5 separate regions of the Sus scrofa genome follow, and all the other regions are linked to region 1. The links are chromatin contacts, called in public HiChIP or PLAC-seq and promoter capture Hi-C maps. All regions are on one chromosome and are shown on one strand. Each heading gives the region's core, a stretch centred on a gene start, on an enhancer-like site or on the middle of the called end of the contact. The rest is flanking DNA. Distances are from core to core; before and after follow the strand shown.

Region 1 (2,783 bases), core at 157-2,656:
CACAAGGGCCACCTGGGTGACTGCAGCTTATCCTATAGCTGCTCCAGTGCACCAAGCTCAGGAGCAGGGTATACCCAGTTCCCACACCACCCCACAGGAAATGCTAGATGGATGGAGCAGTGCTCTCAATGGCTGAGTCCAAGGGGGATGATAGTTATCTCCTGCATAACTTGTCCAGCTCCTCATCTTTCTGGCAATTTTGCAAAAGGGATTCTGTTACTAGTTCCACTTTGCTAATGCAGAAACTGAGCCTAAGCCAGGCAGTGGTAGAACTGGGATTCTGCCCAGCTCTATGTGACTGCAACTCTCACGCTCTTAAGCCCTCAGTGACACCTATGCTCCTCCCCCAGCCCACCACATTCCTGCCTGGTTGTATCAGACAGCAAGATGTTAAAGAATCTGATCCTTCACACAAATCCACAAGCTTCTTTTCCTGGATTCACCTCAATGGGAGTTCTTACTGCACACTCCAAAACTCTCATCCTCACTGAATTACAAAAGAAATTCTATAAATTCTAAATTATTCTGGAGAAGAACCTGTGGACAATGCTCCACTAATATTAGCAACAGCAGCGGGACATCAGCAATTCCCTGCGTCTGAGAGGCTGAACTTAGATGTTGGGAGGTAACAGCACCCAAGCACTTCGGTTTCTTCCTCCTGAGCTTGCCCGTATTCTCCATCCTGCCTACAGCTAGCCCGGGCGGCCTCATCCCAACTGGGCAACTGGAGGCAGCACCATGTGAGCCCGGGGTCGGGGACTTTAGAGGGACACCAAACAGACCTGGGGCGGAGGTGACTGGGGGAAGGGAAAACCGATGTGGAGGCAGGGGAGTGTTGGGGAGACATGGCGCCCACCTAGAGGGAGGAGAGAGCTGGGGAGACACGAAACCGACCCGGGGAGAAGGGGGTGACACAAGGGGGACCAGGAACCGACCCAACGGAGGGTGATGCTGGGGAGACGCGGAACTAACCCGGGGGCGATGACACCGGGAGGACGAGCAACCGACAGAGAGAGGGCTACTGGGAAACTGACCCGGAGGCAGTGGGCGCCGGGGGGGATGGGGAACCGACTTAAGCGGAGAGGGTGCCTGGGGACAGGGAACCCACCGGGGACAGGGTGAGGACCTCAAACCGCGCCAACAGTCCATTCCTCACCTGCTCATGGGCCACCACTAGGCTCTTGTTGCCTTCACCGTGGTACCTCCATTCATTCTCGTCCATCTTCCCCTCGTCCATTCCCCGGTGCGGCCCTGGAGCCTCGCGGGGCCGCGAGCTGGGGGCCGCTGGTTCGCCTGGGCACCAGCCGCCACAGTCCCGGGAAGAACGCCTGTCAGCCGCCGCCTTCGCTAGACCCAGCTGCCCCGACTCGCAGGCGCGGGCCGCCGGAAGCCACGCCCCCGGCAGCTCCATGACTAAGCCGGGCAACTTCCGGGTTCGCGTCAGCTTCTTCTCTAGTGACAAGTGTGGCAGATGGGCTGGCGGCCATCTTAGGTTCTGGTACAGTGACCCACTTCCGGAGCGCGGAACCGGAAGGGAGGTTTCCGGATGGCGCCGGAAGTGATGCAAGCGGAAGAGCCTGGGACAGGCTCGGCGTGGAACAGGGATATAAGCGGGCTGGGGTGGGTGTAGCGGTCCCCGAGAGCTGGGAACCAGGGGTCCCAGTGGGGAGGGGGGGCGGGGTTGGCATTCAGGCAGGCCGGGTGCTGGGAAGGATGCCGGGAGCGGGCCAGGGTGGGTGGTCGCTACGGCTGGAGACTGCTCAGCCATGGGGCTTCACCAAGGTACTTGGCGTCTCAGCCTTCTTTTTTGTAGAATGGGGTACGTTTCTCACTTGTGGCGTTAATACCACCGTTTGCTTCTTACCGAATGCAGAAACATCCCAGTGGTCCCAGGAGGTGGAAACACCGTCATCCACACCTTACAAATGAGGAAGTATGGCTCAAAGAGGCAAGTGGACTCCTAAGTGGTGCTTTTGCTGAAACGTTGCATGAAAAACTGGGTTCACCTTTTGGTGGGTGTCAAGCCAAAAGACACAACAAAGCCATAGTGGGAGAAGGGAGGATTTATTACTTGCAGCAACTAAGGCGAACATCAGGGATCTTTCCCAAAGCAGTGTCTCCCCATAAAGCAAAAATGAGGAAGTTTTAAAATAAGGGTAGATGCATAGTCATGAAGGGGCTTGGGCAGTCACAGAGCCCAAGCTTTAGTTGATTCAAGTCCTAAACAGAACTGGGAGTCTTTATAATTGATATATCTTTGCTGCAGCCAATTTATTCTTGCTGTTGTTATTTCTCTTGCCTGATACCAATTTGTTTTTTTGTCCCCTTAAGATCATTATCACTGGGAGTTCCGATCATGGCTCAGTGGAAAAGAATCTGACTAGTATCCATGAGGATGCAGGTTCGATCCTTGGCCTCACTCAGTGGATTGGGAATCCAGCGTTGCTGTGAGCTGTGGTGTAGGTGGCAGATGCAGCTCAGATTTGGTGTTGCTGTAGCTGTGATGTAAGCTGGCAGCTATAGCTCCGACTGGACCCCTAGCCTAAGAACCTCCATATGCCACAGGTGCAGCCCTTGGCCAAAAGTGGCTTCTCTTATGCTAAGAAAACCATGCCTGTTTTTTTTTTTTCTAGGGACCCCCCTAGCCTATCTGCCTACTGGAGGAATAGTTTTCATTGACTCTTGAGTGACGCACCTTAAGCGTGACATTTTAATTCTGCCTTTGCACTTAATGTCAGTGAAGCAAAGGGCAGGTCTCTGCCCTTCTCCGAGTCTTTATTCAC
Region 2 (2,783 bases), core at 145-2,644, 450 kb before region 1:
AAAATACATAAATATTAGTAATGACAAAGTACCTACTAACCTGGATACGGACAGGATCACAAATTAGGTAAACTGATATACATACGTAACCTGATGGCAATATATCTTTTTAATTATTTTTTTATATTTTATTTCAATCTTTTTAGGGCTGCCCCTGTATCATATGGAAGTTCCCAGGCTAGGGGTCGAATCAGAGCTGTAGCAGCAGCCTGCACCACAGCAACGCCAGGTGGAAGCTGCATCTCGGACGTACACCACAGCTCCCCAAAATGCCGGATCATTAACCCACTGAGCAAGTCAAGGATAGAACCTGTGTCCTCGTGGATACTAGTCACATTTGTTTCCGCTGAGCCACAACAGCAACTCCACAATGTATCTTTTAAATCTCTAGAAAAATGTGCCATGAGAATAATAAAGAAAAATTTCACATACTGAGGTATAGGGAGGTCATTCTGGCTTTATTCGTGGTTCAGCCTGAACTCTGTGTGAATCAAAACAGCCTGTAAACACACAGGGCACATCTGCTTTAACCATTAAGGTAAAGAAGCCTATTTCAAAGATAATAATAAATAATTCCCTTCCTATGGCATCCAGTGTTAACACTCCCTTGAAGAGACACCAGGGCGCTGCTGTACAGGTACTAAATCTGTCACATTTGAAATCTTAAAAGAATATACCCCGGCCCGATTGATGTATTTTCTTTGTACTAATAAGGTATAAGGCTAAGCTGAAAACCATGCTTCAGCCCAGCGGTTCCTCCTGATGTCCTTCATTACTCAGGCCCCACGGTTATCTCCCCACGGACCGCACAGAATCCAGGAATCCGCTCACCGATCCAGCCTCAAAAATCCCACAGGAACTCCATCACACTCCGCCAGGGAATCCACCATCACAGACCCCAACGCTCCCACCCCATGCCTCCAAGAATCCACCATTAGAGACCCCGCAGACTCTGTCAATCCTCCAGGAAGCGACTGTCACGACCACATCGACCCCCACTATTCCATCTACTGACCGCCTCCATCACTGATCCGACTGTTCATCACGGACGTCGGAGACGCCTCTTCCTTCACTCAGCAACCGCCCGCACCTTCTACGCTCTCCGCATTCACCAGCCTCTCAGCCACCCTCTTTCAGGATAGTAGTCATTTAATTAGAAGAGCTACAAGGGTACCCACTTCCTCCTTCTGGATCCCTCCCTGTCCTTGCGATATTCTTCAGGCGCCGCCCGGGTGTGCGCATGCTCAGCAGTGGCTTCTTCGAGGAACACTGCCAGTACTCAACATGGCGCCTTGAGAAACACCGCCCCCCTCTAAAGGGGTGAGACTCGATGCCAATATGGCAGCGTCCATGGAGTACCTCAAGCCTGTGGGCAGCCATGGTGAAGTGATGAGGATTTGTGTGGTTCGGAGTTGTCAGGAAGAAAGGTAGAGCAGAGATATGTCTCCTGGAAGTAAGTCGGAAACAACCAGAGTTGGTCACCCAAGCAGCCCCTGGCTTTTCCGGTACTCCTGTAGATTCAAAACACCATCAACCAATGATATTGAATCGGCAAGCATAAAACACTTCACTCTCAAGCAGTAGAATAAAATATTCCGTTTCAGCACCTATGAAGCATTTACCAAGAGATACCATAATCTGACCCATAACGCAAATCTCATAAATCTAATTGCACTGAAAACTTCCTGATTTCTGATGGAAATAATCAGTAAATAATCTATGATAAGAATATACGAGAGGTTTTTTTATGTTTTTATTTTTACTTATTTATTTATTTATTTTGTCTTTTTAGGGCCGAACCTGCACCACATGGAGGTTCCCAGGCTAGGGGGTCCAATCGGTGCCACGGCTGCTGGCCTACCACAGCCACAGCAATGTGGGATCTGAGCCTTATCTGCAAAATACACCACAGCTCTTGGCAATGCCAGATCCTCAACCCACTGAGCAAGGCCAGGGATCAAACCTGCAACCTCATGGTTACTAGTTGGGTTCGTTAACCACTGAGCCACCATGGGAACTCCTATACGAGAGTTTTATTTGAGCCAAACTGAAAATTGCAACCAGGGAGACAGTTTCTCAGATAGCTCTACAGTGGTATCTTATATTTCAGTCCTGTTTTTGGTAGTTTATGTCTCAAGAGGCTTGTGAATTTTATCACCCTTTCCATAGAACTAGCTTATTGTTTTGTTTCTTCTGTTGTTTTTTCTTTTTTCTATTTCATTGTTTTCTGCTCATTATTATTTCCTTCCTTCTTGCTTTTATTTTGCTCTACCTCTTCTAGTTTATTAACGTGGGGACTTAGGTTATTGATTTGAGGATTTTCTTCTTTTCTTTTTTCTTTTTTTTCTTTCTTTTTTTTGTCTTTTTGCCTTTTCTAGGGCCACTCCCATGGTATATGGAGGTTCCCAGGCTAGGGGTCCAATCAGAGCTGTAGCTGCCAGCCTATGCCAGAACCACAGCAACACCAGATCCAAGCCACATCTGTGACCTACACCACAGCTCACGGCAACACCAGATCCTTAACCCACTGAGCAAGGCCAGGGAACGAACCCGCAACCTCATGGTTCCTAATCGGATTCGTTAACCACTGAGCCACAACAGGAACTCCTATTCTTTTCTAATGTAAACATTTAGTAGTATAAAATTTTCTCTCACCACTACTTAGCCCTCAACCTACAAAGTTCGATATGTTCTATTTCCATTTTCACTTTTTTTTTTTTTTTTTTTTTTTTTTTTTTAGGGCCACATCCACAGCATATGGAGGTTCCCAGGCTAGGAGTCGA
Region 3 (2,783 bases), core at 130-2,629, 350 kb before region 1:
TTTCTTAGCCGCCCTGCGGCATATGGAGTTCCCCGCTCAAGGATAAGATCCAAGCCGCAGTTGAGGATGGGCAACACTGGATCCTTTAACCCACCGTGCTGGGCTGGGGATTGAACCTGCGTCCAGGAGCTGCAGAGGTGCCACGGAAACCGTTGTGCCACAGTAGAAACTCCAAATCTACATTTAGCTGCCTTTTCTTCCCTTTAATTCACTCTTTAATCACTTGGGAAGAGAATATATTGTCCACCATCTTACTGATATTTACTTTTTAAATTTGTTTTTTAAAAGTTCAACATATTACAAGAGATCCCTAAATCAACTGCTTTGTCTCTGGTTTCATGCTTCCTGAGCTCTCTGAAAAACCTGAATGAATGCTCCAAGTAATACTGTCCCATCTAATAAAAACCTCTTCTGTATTCTTTTCAAACGCTTCATTCAGGAAGAAAATCATAAATTCATAAAGCTGGAAGCTAAGCATCATCTCCCACTAGTTCCTCACACAGACCCTAAGGTGCAGTTACTACACCAATTTCCCATCTCCTGAATCACGCAAACCTAAAATCCTGTTATAGTTTACATTATGGTCTCCTGGAGTTTCTCCCACAGTTCTTAATCATCTTCAAGGCCCCAAACCCACTGCAGTGTCTGAGAAGCGTTCTCTTTCTCCCACCCCCCAGATTCCACTTTAGAACTGTCTTCTTCCTCTGTGCACTTAGAATACTGTATTATTATACTGTGTAAGGGCCGAGGACCGGGGATGCTGTGCTCACTTCCCTCTAGCCTCAGACACCCAGCAATAAAGGCTCCTTCAAGGAAGCCTAAGAATTTTTTCTTAAGAACACCTAGCCGTCCAAGTAATCTCGTCCACCTTCTGAAGCTCTCCAGCAAGCTCGGTAACACCAAATTCCCAGAACCACACCACGGTTTAAGCACTACCAGAACCCGAGGCTGAATATGAGGCCCTTCCAAGAGATGTAACCCTCCGCCCGCGAGCCAAACCAGGATTGCTGCCGGAGCCCGAGTTCTTTCGCTCCACTTAGACCGGGCCGCCACCCCCCATCTTTCCCTTGGAAACAGATTTGCACGAAACTAACGCACAGACCAGAAGAAATATTTTTTTAAAATTCTGTGTGGTCTCCTTGGGCAGGAAGGGGCGTACCTGAGGGGCCCGTAGGCAGGACAGAGTGACCTTAGGGAGTCCCTGCGGGCAGGACGGGGTGACCTGAAGATCCCCTATCGTACCTGAGGGGCCTTCGGACCGAAGTACCTCAAAAATCTTACGCCGGGGCCAGACGGCCTGAGGTGATGCAATGTTCTGAAAGCATGAGGCGAGGAGAAGCGGGGCGGTCTGCACCGGCCAATCAGAGAGCTCCGATTCACACCTATCAACAAGCAGGGCGCCAACTGGCCGCCTGGGTCCCGGGTCACGCCCACCCGACCTGCACTGCGGTGTGCTCTGGGAAAGCGGCAGTGCGACTCCCCGGACAGCTGCCAGTGAGTGGCGGCGACGTGCTGGGTGCTTCAACGCAACAAGGGCGACGGTGGTAGACAGGACCGTTTTGTGGCCTCTGGGGTGGGGACTGACTGGGGAGGGGCACTGGGAGGAGGCCGATGTTGTGCATAGTGACTGGATGTTTTTATACGGGCGTTTCCCGTTGCCGGTCTTCACCTCACTGTATACAGAACATAAGTCAATCTCACCAGGCATAAACCAAATCCAGTGACAGTGGACTCAGTAACTGTGCGGCTGTGAGTGTTCAGTCTCCAGGCTGCTTTCCTAAGTGACCGTTAAGTAAAGCAGCCCTAGCATTAGGGCTATTTTTTAGTGTAGTGGAATCTGCAAAAATGCAGAGTCTTGGGGCACGCACTAGGTCTGCTGAGACCCTGGAGTGACAAAAATATGCATTTTAACAGGCATCCTGTATAATTCTGCTGCACACTAAAATTCCTGACCTGCCTATCTAAAAGGACACTCCTACTTCCTAGGGAAATGTAGAAGCTGCAGAAAGTCTGGGAGGAGCTGAAGCACTGATGGTCTGTGGTGTTCAGGGAAGCCTCTTCTGTGTTCTTCAGTGCCACCTCCAGAGTTCTAATGAATTTTACTGCAGAAATTACGTTAAACAGCCACATGGAGAGCTGTAACAAAAAGGAAGGAAATGTCTGACAAACTTTATAATTACTGCATCTTAAGGTCTCCTATATTGAAAACAACATATTTGCATATTTGTCTGCTAACATATATTTATTATCACTGCTGTGAGTCTGCCCAGCACATTCTGGATCTCCTGGTCAAAAACCAAAGGGACTCCGGAGCCATGAAAACAACAGGCATTGGCAGTAGACACTATGAAGGAAATTTTAAATTTTAGCTCTTGACAAAGTTAAGAGTGATTATATATGTAACTGTAGTGTATCAGATAGAGGGACAGGGAAAAAAACTCATCTGACTGAGAATATGTATAAAACATGTTGATAAGCTTCACTAAGAACATTTTGATAGTCTGTGTAGCATTCATTCAAGTCACTTATGGTTTATATAACCAGTTTATTTAGGGTTTAGGAACACCCTAAAGGGGTCAGAGTAAGGGATTTCACATCCTTGCCCAAAGGGGGAACTCTTATTAACTAGCAGTACTTGGAATGAGTTTTAATTTTCAAATTCCTCAAGTTGCCACCTTGGTCAGTTCATTTTATTATCTATCCAGACAGCCTAGGTTAGAGTAAGACAGAGGGTTTCCAGACAGATATGTCTGGGGGAAAAAAAAAAAAAAAGGTGAGGACAG
Region 4 (2,783 bases), core at 208-2,707, 320 kb before region 1:
AAATGTTCTGGCCAAGGCCACCCACAAAAAGGCGCTTTGTTTCTTTGCTGGCTTTCATCAATGCTGGGCATACACTCAATGTGTTCCAGTGGAAAAAATAATTTTCTGTCTACAGAGAAGAGTTCTTTCCCTTATATCTTCTCAAATCTAAAACAAAACAAAACAAATTAAAATAACCCCAACCCCAACCCTTTTCCCTGAACCTTCTATATCAAACCAGTTGCCTGGACATGTGTTTCATTTCCTATTTTACTGCTTTCAAATTTTATCCCTGGAGACTGTTGAAGCCCTCCATGAATGCATTTTGGAACAGCACCTCAACATAGACACAAGTACAGGCAATTATTTTCCCTCTAAATGATCACAATATTATACCCTTCTTTTTACTTGTCCATATTGTTAGGTGTTTTTCCTTTATTCATTCATACATTCATTTATTCATTTTAACAAACGCTGCCAGGAATGGGATGGGGCAGGTTAATACCCCATAGTGCTATGAGAGGCAGGCAAAAGTACTGCAATACTATGTCACAATAGAAATATCTACAGTGTTGTTCAGGCACACAAAGAGCAATTGATACCGCTAACATAGTTTTGTTTTTTTTTTTTTTTTTTAAGGCACTATGTGCCAGCGTTGTATGAAGCAGTTTGCAGGCATTTGGTTTTCAGATTATCAGGGTAAGTGAAGTCACTTTCCGAATGCCATTCAGAGAATTAGCTGTGAAGCCAGGATTATAATCCAAGTGTAATTTCAGAACCTGTAATTCTTAACACTATACTAGGGAGGTTGTTGGATCAGAAGCGACTCGGAAACTCTTCTGTGATTTGAGGCCCGTCGTGAGATCTCCAATTCAGTTTAGGACCCGGCAGCCTCAGCTCCCAGCCGGCTCCTCCTCCCAAACTGACAGTCTCCTCCCCAAAGACCCCAAAACAGCGCCCAAGAGCCCAGAGCATGGCTCCGGTCTGGGCACGAGCCGGCAGCCATCTACAATTTACTGGTAGCTTCCGCCGCCCCCAACCTACCCGCCCTAGCCTCCTTCCTCTGAGAACAAAAGGCGAGCAGAGAGAAGGTAGGCCAGTTTGTCCCGTGACATCGCTTGCCCCGACCCACTCCTCACCACTTCGTCCTCTACGTCGAGCGCTGCTTAGGGCCCTGACTTCTAGTCACGTGTCCCAACAAGTGCCATCTCTCTTCCTTCCTCCTCTATTTCCAACCCAGCATCTTAAGGTTCCATTACAAAACTCAGTACCCCAGTGCTCTTTATTTCGTCTGCAGTCTTCTGAGCGACCTCGATGCCTGTCACCCTGCGTCAACCTCTGCAAAAGACCCCAAACTAAAATTCCCTAATTCACACTAAAGAGGGTCATCGCTTTGTGTTCTCCTGGATGAAGTCGGCGGAAGTGGGGCAGGGGAGAAAAATACAGAGGCTCTCGGTTCCAGCACTCCCGGAACCTCCTCTTCTGTGACGTAGGCATCCTCGTTGCTTCCAGCCGCCTCTGGGTCGGGGGTGGACAGCAGCATCCTTGGCCTTCGGGTTAGAGGGAATTAACCTCTTGAAGTGTAGGTAGGGACTGCGGAGGGACAGCCGTTAACTAGTACACAGGGACAGCAACGGTCCCCGGATGCTTACGAGCGCTGGGTATGTGCGAGGGGATCGCGCGCCGTTCCCCTGCCTCCCCAGCCGATCTCTGGGATGGTTCGCGCCATCCGCGCGCGAGGCTTGAAGAGCGGGCGGTGGCGCGCTTCCACCAGGCAGTTTCTTGTCAGTGCCTCACCATGGACTCCCTTCGCGCTGAGGCCGACGCCTTGGAAGCCGAGATCAAGGCCTTGAGGCGGGCGTGCGTGGAGCTACCGGCGCCGGGTGAAGACACCTCACCAGTCCGGTACGTGGCCTTCCTCAGACTCGGTGGGAAGGATGAAAATCTCTCCACTCCGGGTTCTCGGACCTCCGTCGGTCACAGACTTTCCCGAGCACCAGACGTGGGCTGGAACTCATTATCTACAAAGCTAAGAGTGAGGAGTCCACGCGTGGGCCGCATTGTAAACGCTTACCGTGTATTAACCGATTTAATCGCAGTCAGGGGGAAGGTGTTTTTCTTTCAGTTCTCTTTCTCTTGCTGATAACTATCTAGGTGAAAGCCTTGCTTATTTCCTTAGCAACCTTGCTTTTAGTAGGCAGCAGTATCTAGTTAAGATTTAATGACTATTTGTTTTCATGTTATTTGTTTTTATAGGTCACTTAACTGTGACAATTGATACTGATTTACTGGTTTTTCGTTTATGTTAGTGACAGGTGATTTCCTCTGAGAAATAATTTAGGTTAAAAAAAGTAAGTTGATGTAAGAAAAATAGATAAGGAATTCCCGTGTGGCTCAGCAGGTTAAGAACTCAGCCTTGTCTTGGTGAGGATGCAGCTTGGATCCCTGGCCTGGCCCAGTAGGTTAAGGATCCCGTTACTGAAAGCTTGGTATGTAGTCACAGATGCGGCTTGGATCTGGTGTTGCTGTGGCTGTGGCATCAGCCTGCATTTGCAGCTCCAGTTAGACCCCCTATCCCTGGAATTTTCATATGCTTCAGGTGCTTCAGGTTAAAAAAAAAAAGGAATATAGTTTGTAGGAGAATTTGGCAAAAGCTGCAAAGATGATTGTCAAATACCCGCAGGTAGGGAAGCATCCCAGTAGCAGAGGTGGGGGAACTCCCTGTCTAAAGGGGAACAGAGCCCTTTGAACTGAGGGGTAGAAATAGCTGGAGTGTTGTGTGCTGCAGAGCAGTAGCATCTTAA
Region 5 (2,783 bases), core at 163-2,662, 270 kb after region 1:
AGTTGAACATCAAAAGATTACACCTCAAGTTAATGTGCTTTTCTACATTTGCGAAGATGCTAGAATCTCCCTCAATAAAAGTATTCCTTAGATATGCATCTTAATGATCCAGGGCCGGTAACTTGTTTTTCCTCTATCTTAAATTCCCCTCGGGTGGTGGTGGTGGCGTAGTGGCTAAAGACTTGACGGCGGGTAACTTTCATTATTTACTGGGATGATAGGTAACATTTTTTGTCCGCAAAGCCATGATCCAGGATGAAAGATGCAAAATAATGGAGGTGGGGGTCAGGCCATTCCACCAGTGGACAACAGGCCCCGTCCGGGAGGCCCCTAAGTGGCCTGTGCGCGGCTTGCAGAGGAAGGGCCTGGACTTGCACTAACGCACTGCCAAGTCAGGTTACCCGGACCTCCTACCCCGTTGTCTCAAGGTCTGAGGTAGCCTGGGGTAGGACGGGGCTGGGCTCTCAGTTAAGCCAGGCCAGGTTCACTCCCAGCGTTTGAGGAAGGGACGGTGCCCGTGTGGTGACCTCCTACGACTCGGCCCAAGAATTTTGGGGTTTCCAGCCGACAAATGCACCCATTCTCCAGTTTCCTCATTCCAGGAGTGGCGGCAATGGCATGGCAGACCGTGTCCAGAAACGCTTAGCGGGGTCCGGAGCTTGGCTACCCCCACCCTAGACCAAGACAGGGTGGAACAAGAGCGGGTCCAAGGTGGGGGGTCGGGGAGGAGTGAGGAGGAGACCCGCGAGGTTGCCCCAGAGGATCCGGCGAGGGCCGGGGCTCAGGATGCAGCGGCAAAGGACATGCGCCGAAAGGGGCGGGGCTAGACTGGGGGCGGGACCACGTGGGAAAAGGCGGGGTGCGGGAGGAACTCTGTGAGGGGCGGAGCTGAGGGCATCTCTTCCTGGCAAGAATGAGGCCCAAGGCTTCCTGGGCTCAGAGAGGGGCGGGATGCAGGACTGTGGCAGAGGCGTAGTGGCGCCAGCGGGGGTGGGCTCAGTGTGGGTGGGTTTAGAGCGCCAGCGGTGACAGAGCCAAGTCAGGGCCGCCCGGAAGGGCTGGCTCGGTGAGGGGCGGGGCCGAGGGCCCCTAGCGGCGTCCATTACCACGCCTTAGGAAGCGGGGCTGCGGGGGAGGTACGGCGTTTAGAACCCTTGAGGCGACGCCGCCGACGCCGTGGGCGGGGCCTAGTGGGAGGGGCGGGCTCAGTGCGGGGCGGGGCTAAGGGCTCCTAGCGGCGTCTGTTCCCACGCGCTAGGAAACCAGGCTGGAGGGAGCTGCGGCGTTTAGAGCCCTGGCGGCGATGGCGGCGATGGCGCCGACGCCGTGGGCGGGGCCTAACGGGAGAGGGCGGGCTAAGTGAGGGGCAGGGTTAGGACTTAGTCGCGATGATGCTGGGGGCGGGGCCCGCCGGGAAAGAGCGGGCCAGGGCGGGCGGCGGTCACCGGGGCTGACGGGCAGCGGACCGGACAACCAGACAGACAGACGGCGGCAGGGGGACGGGCCGGCTGGGTGCACGCTGTGCCGCCGCCATGACAGGTGAGCGCTGTCCGGGGTCGTGCCTGACAGGGACAGGCGCGCGGCCACGGTGGCCCGTAGGGTCCGGTGTCCCGATACCACCCCAGGGGAGGCCCCTCGCTGCGACGGGAGTGACCTTGCCCGTGACGGCGGGACCGCGGCAAAGCGGCGTGCAGCCTGGGGCCAGTTTCTTGGGGGACGAGGCCAGGCCAGGCTCTGGAGGGTTCTGGGCGACAGAGGCTGGGCCTGGGATGGTTCTGAGGGGTGAGGCCAGGGCATGCCGTGGAAGGTTCTAGTGAGTGGGGGCCAGGTCTTGGGTGGTGTCGGGAAGGCAGGGATCAGTGCATGTCTGTGGGTCAGGAGATTCTGGGCTGGGGATGTGGCCTGACAGTGGGAGGTTAAAGTCAAAGGTGTGCGAGGAATACTCTTTTAGGTTCTGGGTTCTACTATGTGCTCCTATCAGGAGATAATAGACTGAGAATGGCGTCAGGTGGTTCATTCCTGGGCAGTGGTTGGTAGTCAGGGGAATCTCTGGTACCTCCCATTCTGCACCCCTTGCCCAGTGGGGACAGGCCCAGGAGAATTGTGCACACGCTTTGCGCTCCATACTGGATTGTTTAAGGCCCTCCAGCATCTTTTTCCAGGACAGGGTCTCCAGCCCAGCAACCTACACCCCCCACCCCTACCCTCAATCCACTCTACCCCACCCAGGACCTCTCTGGACCTGCCCACTGCCTTCCTGACCCTAACTGAACAGGGTGGCCCTTTTCTGTAGACCTTCTCCTGTAGGAGAAGCTCCATGAAAATGACAGGCTGGTGACAGAGCCCATGACAGTGTGGTCAGGGAATGTGGTGGCTCCCAGAAGCGATACTTCATTTCAAGGGCCCCACTATTCTGCTTCATGAGGCAGAAGTCACCTAGGGGTAGCCCAGGGGGTCAGGGAGTTCCCAGAAGTCCCTGTTCTCTCCCCAACACTCACTGGAGACCCAGCCCAAGTCCTGCACACAAATAGGATTTCTTGGGCAGGAACCTGGTGATTTCCAGGACATCAGTGTCCCAGCCGAAGCCAGAAGGGACCCTAGCAGTTATGCACTCTGTTCTCATCTCCCTGAACCCTTTTTATCTGTGGCTGCTGTTTCTAAGTACAGTTGACCCTTGAACAACTGGAATTTCAACTGTGAGGATCCATTTGTATGTGGACTTTTTTTTTTTTTTGATAAATATGTTATACTACTACGTGATATGAGGTTAGTTGAATCCAAGG

The links. Promoter capture Hi-C pulls out the DNA fragments that hold promoters and counts their contacts. HiChIP or PLAC-seq counts read pairs in DNA pulled down with a chosen protein or histone mark.
Region 2: an H3K27ac HiChIP or PLAC-seq map of alveolar macrophages shows a contact between it and region 1. The contact joins the promoter of ZNF484 here to the promoter of IPPK in region 1. A contact is called at or near these places in 2 of 5 promoter capture datasets (fetal skeletal muscle and liver), 2 of 47 Hi-C or Micro-C datasets (heart right ventricle and retroperitoneal adipose tissue) and 1 of 2 datasets of contacts at active chromatin or transcription factors (alveolar macrophages).
Region 3: a contact with region 1 is called in an H3K27ac HiChIP or PLAC-seq map of alveolar macrophages. The contact joins the promoter of IARS here to the promoter of IPPK in region 1. A contact is called at or near these places in 2 of 5 promoter capture datasets (fetal liver and fetal skeletal muscle) and 2 of 2 datasets of contacts at active chromatin or transcription factors (alveolar macrophages and skeletal muscle).
Region 4: a promoter capture Hi-C map of fetal skeletal muscle shows a contact between it and region 1, with 9 times the contacts expected there. The contact joins the promoter of NOL8 here to the promoter of IPPK in region 1. A contact is called at or near these places in 4 of 5 promoter capture datasets (fetal liver, fetal skeletal muscle and liver), 1 of 47 Hi-C or Micro-C datasets (heart right ventricle) and 2 of 2 datasets of contacts at active chromatin or transcription factors (alveolar macrophages and skeletal muscle).
Region 5: a promoter capture Hi-C map of fetal liver shows a contact between it and region 1, with 2.1 times the contacts expected there. The contact joins the promoter of CARD19 here to the promoter of IPPK in region 1. A contact is called at or near these places in 1 of 5 promoter capture datasets (fetal liver) and 1 of 2 datasets of contacts at active chromatin or transcription factors (alveolar macrophages).

The regions. Positions count from the first base shown.
Region 1 is chr3:42,366,756-42,369,538 of Sscrofa11.1, forward strand. It overlaps IPPK (inositol-pentakisphosphate 2-kinase), which reads right to left and starts at 1,407. Exons shown (of 13, transcript XR_002342483.1): 1 at 1,157-1,407.
Region 2 is chr3:41,917,440-41,920,222 of Sscrofa11.1, forward strand. It overlaps ZNF484 (zinc finger protein 484), which reads right to left and starts at 1,395. Exons shown (of 2, transcript XM_021086980.1): 1 at 1,179-1,395. The coding sequence starts at 1,380.
Region 3 is chr3:42,021,231-42,024,013 of Sscrofa11.1, forward strand. It overlaps IARS (isoleucine--tRNA ligase, cytoplasmic), which reads right to left and starts at 1,380. Exons shown (of 33, transcript XM_021086986.1): 1 at 1,243-1,380.
Region 4 is chr3:42,051,592-42,054,374 of Sscrofa11.1, forward strand. NOL8 (nucleolar protein 8) reads right to left here and starts at 1,458. Exons shown (of 17, transcript XM_013995776.2): 1 at 1,119-1,458; 2 at 1-147. The coding sequence starts at 58. It overlaps CENPP (centromere protein P), which reads left to right and starts at 1,775. Exons shown (of 8, transcript NM_001315813.1): 1 at 1,775-1,884. The coding sequence starts at 1,778.
Region 5 is chr3:42,632,104-42,634,886 of Sscrofa11.1, forward strand. CARD19 (caspase recruitment domain family member 19) reads left to right here and starts at 1,413. Exons shown (of 6, transcript NM_001244277.1): 1 at 1,413-1,539. The coding sequence starts at 1,533.